Regions from separate parts of the Ovis aries genome. Here region 1 is linked to region 2. A link is a contact called in public Hi-C data. All regions are on one chromosome and are shown on one strand. The core of a region is the stretch at or near the end of the contact, and the rest is flanking DNA. Distances in the headings are between cores, read along the strand shown. Region 1 overlaps LOC105604659. Region 2 holds the start of SOCS1 (suppressor of cytokine signaling 1).

Region 1 (4,183 bases), core at 1,249-3,748, 110 kb after region 2:
ATGTTTACTTGTCAGCTGTATTTTTCTACTTTTGAATTGCCTTCTCTGACGCTTTATCAGATTATCTCATGGAGAGTCAATTTCAGAGGAATTTACCTGGACCTGCTCTTAGCTGGCTGTAGGTATAAACATTTATAGGTATTAAAAAAAATTTTTTTTTGGCCATGCTAGGCTTTCGTTGCTGCATGGGTGTTTTGTTTTTCCTCTAGCTGTGGCGCGCAGGCTCTTCATTGCCGTGGCTTCCCTTGCTGTGAGCGCAGGCTCTAGTGTGCACGGGCTTCAGTAGTTGTGGCTTCCAGGCTCTAGAGCACAGGCTCCATAGTTGTGGCTCATGGGCTATTTATAGGTAATTTTTAATGGAATCCTTCCCTGTTTTTCTAAATGCCACACATGTGCATGCACACCCACACACACTACAGACCGCCAAGTATTGCTGTTGAATCAGCCTGGAGAAGGAGGATCTGTGTTCCGTCCTGGGGGCCCCTGTGCCCCCAGCCCACTGCTAGGTTCCAGGTCAGTGTATGAGGGACAGGGCAGGGAGGCAGGCTGGCAAGTCTTTCTGCAGTTTCCTTTCTGGGCCGGAAATCCCTGAGCCATTGCACAGGTTTAGAAACCTACAGGTGGTTGTAAAGTGTGAGCGTAGCCATCTCCAGCCTCCTCAGGCCCCTGCATTCCAGAGGTTTGCCTTCCATCACCCCCTTCCCTCCTCCTCCAGGGCCAAGTTCCAAGGCCCAACATAGCACCTCAGTGGGTGCATTTCTGCTCAGGCAGAATGGCTTTTGGGTCATTTTGATGCCTATTTTTTTCCTTGTATTTATAATTTTAAAAAATCTTTTTTATTTGGCTGCACCGGGTCTTAGTTGGGGCACACAGGATCTTCAATCTTCATTGCAGCATGTGAGATCTTTAGCATGCGTGCGGACTCTTAGTTGTGGCACGTGGGACCTAGTTCCCTGACCAGGGGGATTGAACCCAGGTCCCTGCATTGGGAGCGTGGAGTCTTAGCCACTGGACCACTGGGGAAGTCCCTGTTTTGATGCCTATTAGAAAAAAATGAACAAGCATTCCACATTATGGTTTGGGATACAGCTGAAGTTCATTTAACTCTTTTGTAAAGATCAGACTACAGGCACACCTTGGTGATGTCTGGGTTCAGTTCCAGACCACTGACATAAAGTGAGTCACAGGAACATTTTGGCTTTCCACTGCTTATAATAGTTATGTTTATACTGTAGTCTATTGAGCGTGCAATACCATTGTTTCTAAAAAAAAAAAAAGCATGTACATATCTTAATTATTGCTAAAAAACGCTAGTTGTAGTAGTAACATCACAGATTACCGTAACACATACAATAATCATGGAAAAGTCTGAAATATTATGAGAATTACCAAAATGTGACACAGAGACACCAAATGAGCGATGCTCTGAGGAAAATGGCACTGACAGATTTCCTCAACACGGGGCTGCTGCAAACCTTCCATCCGTAAAATGTAAACAACCCCTCCAAGCCCCCAAAATGCAGTGTCTGCAAATGGCAAAGACATGAGGTATGCCTATAGACTGTCCAAGGCCACCGTGAAGTGGAAGGCAAATGGTTGTGGTGGGGCAGACGGGCCCAGATCAGCGCCAGCCTGGCCACCTGCTAGTCGTGTGACCTTGAGCACGTGCCCTGGGCTCTCTGAGCCTGCTGCCGCTGCTGCTTCTGGCACTCAGGGATCGTCCACACCTCACTGGGTTATTATAAAGTCAGAGGGAAGAGCAAACGTGTTTTGAAGAGCAGAGCTTGGGCTCTGGAGTCTTCTGGTTGTAATACCCATGGCAACACAGCACCACCTCCAGAGTGTGGGAATGAGCAGGACCACATCCCCCATTTGCATCCCCTGCTGGAAAGTCTAAAACCCTCTTGAGTTCCTCTTTCTAAACTTCTCTGAGCACCTGCTATGTGCCAAGGATTACATGTGGGGAGGCCAAGGACAGCTGAGCACTGGCATCTGGCTTTCTGGTAGCCCCGAGCCTCAGGGCTGACAGCTCACCCACTGCTCTGGACTCTTGATTCGGTGTAGAGGGTGTCTTGGGAGCCCCCTACTGGTGAGCGGGTTTCACAGCCACCCACGCCTCCCCGGTCCACCCCATCCCTCCAGTGAAACAGCCAACTCCACCAATCTAACACACGTGTGCTTGGATTCTGCTAGCTTTAATTTTTCAAGGGCAACGCCTTCCCCCAAAGGAAGTGAACAACTCTGCAGGCTGTACCCTTGGGGGCTGAATGCCCAGAGCACAGGTCCGTGGAAACCGGTCCCCCGGAACATTCAGCCTTGGAAACAGGATCTATGCCAAGAGGGAAGCCCCCAACCAGGCTTTGATTAAGGGATTTGGGACCATCCGTTACCCTCAAGGAACCTCATGCCTCAGGGGAAGCCAATCCCAAGCTAGGAAGACCTGGGGCAGCCTGACTCATGCAGCAGAGGCTTCAGAAACGGCAGCCAGACGAGTGAAGAAATATCGCAGGCGAGAACAGTTCCGAAGCGGCATTCCCTCTCCAGAGCGGAACCGGCGGGCCAGGCTGTCTCCTGGATCACAGGGCAGGTGTTGAGGGGGACGGAGAATTATCCAGACCAGTGAGGGCTCCGTCGCCCCCGGAGGCATTTCAAAATCACTAACAGCCCTTCTTTCCTGGATCCATCTCAGTCCTGATCTTCTCTGACTTGCTGGTATTTTGTGCTCATCATTCTGCCCCAGACAAGAATCTTGACCTTGCTGGATGAGATGGGATTGTAGCTGGATGAGATGGGATTGTGGCAGAAGGAGAGGAAGTCTCAGATCTTTGGCAAGCCTGGTGCTGGCTCAGGCAGAATCTCAAACTGCGGAGAAAAGGGGAGAGAAGTATAATGCTTTGTGGACCCAGAGGACAGGGAACTCCCTGTTTCCTGGAATCAAGCTGGGGGCTCTTGTTACAGCCCCTGGCACACCACAGGCCCAGCAGGGTCAGGCCTCAAGTGGCCCCCATTAAAAGGGTATCTCCCCCTTTTAATGAGGAGATTGTTCCCAGCCTGGGAGAGGACTGGACCCCAGCACCTGATACTTTGGGAGTACAGATGATGTACCCAAAGGTGGTGGGTAAGTGGGTAAAAGAATCTGCCTGCAATGCAGGAGATGCAGGTTTGATCCCTGGGTCAGGAAGATCTCCTGGAGAAGGGAACCCACTTCAGTGTTCTTGCCTAAAGAATCCCATGGACAGGGGAGCCTGGTGGGCTACAGTTCAGGGGGTCGCAGAGAGTCAGACACGACTAAGCTATCTAGTCAGTTGGTGAAGGGGGAGTTCAGGAGCTGAATCCTGATGGAGAGAGGGTATCCAGGTCATGAAAGCAGTAGGGATATTCAGATGTTTCTGGAACACTCAGTGACCTCTGGATGACTTCTCTGCACTTTTAGAAAGAGCCACAGCCTTACCCCTGGGATCTCCAGTTCACTCTGAAGCAAGGACCTCTTTAATTTAGGAGTCACAGACCCAGGCAGATCCTCTGCACCTCTCTGAGCAAGACGCCATCAGCAGGTTTGTAAATTTTTAAAAAAATATTTATTAATTTTGACTGTGCTGGGTCTTAGCTGCAGCACACTGGATCTGTGATCTTGGTTGTGGCACACGGGATCTTTAGTTGCAGCATGCAGGATCTAGCTTCCTGGCCAGGGATTGAGTCCGGGCCCCTCTGCATTGGGAATGCAGAGTCTTAGCCTCTGGACCACTGGGGAAGTTCTAGCAGGTGAGTTTCAATCTCTGTTTCTTTCTTTTTCTGGTCTCTGTGTGATGGGCTCATCAATATAATACGAATTAAAAGCAGAGACAAGAGTGCCTGTCTCCTTGCCAACCTGCTCCTGATGTTTGTCCATCAGCTATGATGTTAAAGGCTGGGTACCAAATACCTCAAGTTACCAGGTTAAGGAAGGTCCCTCCCAACCCTCATTTGCTAAGAGAATGTTTAAAAGGAAAGTATGAGCATTAGAGAAGCTTACTGAATGCCTGTTCTGTCATCTGTTGATCTTTGGTTCTTTTTCAGACGTGATATTATACCTTTAATAGTTTCTAGTTCCCTGCCAGAATGTACAGTGTGTGTTGGAAAAACCCACTTCTGGATTCCTGTTTGTGTCTATTGTCTTGTCTGTACTGGTTCTTGCTCTAAGAAT
Region 2 (3,991 bases), core at 764-3,263:
ATCGCCGGGGGCCGGGGCCGCGGCCGCCGGGCAGGGCCGCAGGCGCGCCGGGGCCGCGGACGAGGGCGAGGAGGTGGAAGAAGAAGAGGAGGAGGAAGAAGGCTCTGGCCGCCGTCTGGGCTCTGCTGCCGTAGAGATTGCATTGTCGGCTGCCACCTGGTTGTGTGCTACCATCCTACACGCGGGGCCGGCCGGAGGGGTGGGCCATAGCGTCCGGGGGTGCGCTGATGGGGGAGACAGGCAGTGAGCAGGGAGTCCGGGTGAGACTGGGCAGGTGAGGGCCCGCGAGGCAGCTCGGGAGGGGCGGGGCCCTGGGCTGAGCCGCTCCTAAAGGGCCGAGGGCTCAAGCCTGCGTCCGCGCGGCCCTTTGAGCCTCAGTGGACTCATCTAGAAAATGGGCTTGCTGGCGGGTGGGAGCTCGGCGGCGCGCTGTGCCGCCTCCGAGTCCGAGTCGAGAAGGGGGCGTGGAGAGAAGCGCCGAGCAGAAGCCTGTCCCGGACTCGGGCCACCGGGTCCTCGGCTCACCGCCCCGCGGCTGCCGCCTGCCGGCCAGGGCGGGAACGGGCGCCTCGTCCGGGCGATTCGGGCAAAAAAGCAGGAGAAAGCGGCGCTGCGGGTACCCCAAGCGCGGGGTCCGCCAGGCTGGGGCCCGCAGGGGCCAGGGGCGTGGCGGCCGCGACCCCACCACGCAGCCCCCGAGGCCGCCCCGGCCCCGGGCGGTCCCGTGCGTTCCTCCCCTCTCCCTCTAGCTTCGTCGCCCAGCGTCCGTCTCACCTGGCGGCGGGGCGCGGGGCGCCGCGGGCGGGGCGGCGGGGGTCTCCGGGGCGGCTCTCGCGCATGCTCCGGGGCCGGGAGCCGTGCAGCTGCCACGGCCGCAGCTCTTTCTGCTGCGCGCCCGCCCCTGCACCAGTCTTTTAAACCGGCTCTGAGGCTTGGGGCTTGCGAGGCCCCGCCCCTGCCGGCTCCGCCCCCTCCAGGCCCGCCCTTCCGCGCCACTTTCGGTTTCTTTTTCTGCGCACCGCGGTGGCGGGCGCTACTCGACTTTTCCCACAAATCCGGGACCCCTCCTCGGGGAGGTCCCCCAGCCCTGACCTAGCCTCGCACCTGTCTAGGACCGGTCTGTCAAGGTCTCTAGCACTGCCCTTGAATCTCCGGGGCACTTCTCAGCACCCTCCCTTTCGGACCTGGCGGCTCTCCGGTGCCCCCACTGCCTTCGGTCGCAGATTTCTTCAGGCAAGCCCATTAGGATACTCCGGACTGGCCCTGACACACCAGTCACCTCCGCCAGGTGTCTCAGCACCCATCTCTGGTAGACCTCTGTCCTCTACTCTGGAGCCGGACACATCCACCCTATCCTGGGGTCTCACCTGGGACCCCTCGGGACTGCTGCCTCCATCGCCCTGCCCCCCCTCGTCCTGGAGCCTCTAGATGGCCGCATCCGCATCCCTCCCTGCCTGTCTCTGTCCCTGGTCTTGTCTTAGGGTTCCCAGGAAGCGGCGGGTTGACCACAGGCTTCGGAGGAACCCTTTGGCTGCGCGGGAGGGGTACCTCGACTGCGAGCCCAGTTCCTTGGAAACCGGGTGGGGCCTGGCAAGGTCCCCGGCGGCCTTGGCCTGCCTTTTCTCCTGCCAGATAGCTGGAGAAACTGAGGCCCGGTGACTGGCAGAGGGGGAGCTCCAAACGAGGCACACCCTGCTCGCTTTTATTTGGGGGAGAGAAGGGAGCAACTGGGCACCTCTAAATGCACTTTGGAGCCCAGGGGAAAGAGAGTTCATTTTCAGATGTGATCATTGCAGAAGCCTACTCTGAGCTTTCCTGGCCAGCCCCTCCTCTTCCTCCCTCCTCTCTTACAGATCCCACCCCCCTGCCCCCAGCTGCTCCCTCCCCACACTCATACCTCGGGTCTTGGAATGATGGGGTACCCGTAACGGTTTGTTCGTTTGTGTATGATGCTGTCTGTCATAGAAGGGCATGGAGTAGGTGCCTAGCTAGTACATGTATTTCTGAACGAAAGAAAGAACAAATGAGCTTGGGGGCCGGCTGGTGGGTGGTGAATCTCACAGCCTGGAGGGGTCAGGCGGAGTAGCTAGGTTTGGCAGGGTCCTGCCCAATGCTGGCACACACTGCCCTCTACAGGCAACTCTCAGGCCGCAGCGCAGCTTTGCCGCTTGGCTCCTAGCCCTGGCGCCAGGTCCTCCTGCCAGCCTCCCTGGCGCTTTCCTCCCCTGACCCCGGGCAGAGCCCAGGATCCCCGTGTTTCCTGGTGAACACAAGAGCATGGCCCAGAACCCACCTTGTGTAGGATCCCACTGTCTCCCGGAATCCGTGTGTGTGTGTCTGTGTGTGTGTGTGGCAGCAGCTGATGTTGGTTGTTGATGTGGTCGTCCTGGGTGTGTGTGTGTGTGTGTGTGTGTGTGTGTGTGTGTGTGTGGCAGCAGCTGATGTTGGTCGTTGATGTGGTCGTCCTAGGGATGTGTGTGTGTGTGTGTGTGTGGCAGCAGCTGATGTTGGTCGTTGATGTGGTTGTCCTAGGGGTGTGTGTGTGTGTGTGTGTGTGTGTGTGTGTGTGGCAGCAGCTGATGTTGGTCGTTGATGTGGTCGTCCTGGGGTGTGTGTGTGTGTGTGTGTGTCTGTGTGTGTGTGTGACAGCAGCTGATGTTGGTCGTTGATGTGGTCGTCCTGGGGTGTGTGTGTGTGTGTGTGTTGGCAGCAGCTGATGTTGGTCGTTGATGTGGTCGTCCTGGGGGGGGGGTGTGTGCGTGCGTGTGTGTGTGTGTGTGTGTGTGTGTGTGTGTTGGCAGCGGCTGATGTTGGGCGTTGATGTGGTCGTCCTGGGGTGTGTGTGTGTGTCTGTGTGTGTGTGTGACAGTAGCTGATGTTGGTCGTTGATGTGGTCGTCCTGGGGTGTGTGTGTGTGTGTGTGTGTTGGCAGCAGCTGATGTTGGTCGTTGATGTGGTCGTCCTGGGGTGTGTGTGTGTGTGTGTGTGTGTGGCAGCAGCTGATGTTGGTCATTGATGTGGTCGTCCTGGGGGGGGGTGTGTGCGTGCGTGTGTGTGTGTGTGTGTGTGTGTTGGCAGCGGCTGATGTTGGGCGTTGATGTGGTCGTCCTGGGGGTGTGTGTGTGTGTGGCAGCAGCTGATGTTGGTCGTTGATGTGGTCGTCCCTGGGGGGGGGTGTCTGTGCGTGTGTGTGTGTGTGTGTGTTGGCAGCAGCTGATGTTGGTCGTTGATGTGGTCGTCCTGGGGGTGTGTGTGTGTGTGTGCAAGGGCATGAGAAGGTGCAGAGCCATGCCTGTGCCAGTGTTCGGGTGCTGTGGTCAGCCCGGAGCGCCTGCGGGGGGCTGCCCTGCAATGGGTAGCAGCACAAAGCAGTGGTTGGAAGCTGGACTCTGGCCGCAGTCTGCCTAGTTTCCAATTCTAATTTTGCAACTTTCTGTCCCTCTGACTTTGGACGTGTAATTAACTCCCTTGCCTGGTTTCCTCATCTCTGAAGGGGGTAATAACATCTCCCTCAGAGTGTGGGGATTAAAAGAGTGATTAGGGGTCATGTGCTTACACCAGTCCCTGGTGCATCAGAGGCATTCAGTAGGTGATTGCTTTTGCTGCTGTTGTTCATCGGCGGCCGTCAGCAGCTGTGACAGCATATTGGAGCTCATGGCTTCATGTTAGAAGTCCTAGTGCGAGGAAAGCAGGCCATAGACAGCATGGGTGGAGTGAAAGGAGAGCGTTGCATGGGGGTTAACCAGGCCCCTGGCTGCTGGCAGCGGGGAGACACAGCACCTCCTTCTCACTCGAGCTGGAGGCGGGTGGTCCAGGCCCAGAGAAGGCAGCCAGGCTGGGCTGGCTCCTGCGTGACTTGTCTTCCTGCCAGCATGTCTCCTTGCCCAGAGCAGATCTATGTCTGATGGCCCATATGCCCCCTACCACTCATTGACAGCCCAGATGGCTGTTTCGAAGAGTTCCCTCTTATTCCTGAGCACTAGGACCTCCT

Evidence for each region. Hi-C and Micro-C count contacts between places; a contact is called where the count stands out from the background.
Region 1: a Hi-C map of tail adipose tissue shows a contact between it and region 2, with 5 times the contacts expected there. The contact joins the enhancer-like site here to the promoter of SOCS1 in region 2. A contact is called at or near these places in 2 of 16 Hi-C or Micro-C datasets (omental adipose tissue and tail adipose tissue).

Annotation. Positions count from the first base shown.
Region 1 is chr24:10,547,208-10,551,390 of ARS-UI_Ramb_v3.0, forward strand. LOC105604659 reads right to left here. Exons shown (of 70, transcript XM_060405888.1): 70 at 2,180-2,862. The coding sequence ends at 2,858. Among named protein-coding and RNA genes, the nearest start is that of RMI2, 38 kb to the left of the region's middle. Within about 2 kb of position 2,499, at least 8 of the 54 cell types and tissues checked have an H3K27ac peak or open chromatin away from gene starts, as enhancers often do. A contact at or near this core is called in tail adipose tissue, where this site is marked.
Region 2 is chr24:10,435,130-10,439,120 of ARS-UI_Ramb_v3.0, forward strand. It overlaps SOCS1 (suppressor of cytokine signaling 1), which reads right to left and starts at 2,014. Exons shown (of 2, transcript XM_042239945.2): 1 at 1,898-2,014; 2 at 1-224. The coding sequence starts at 1,973.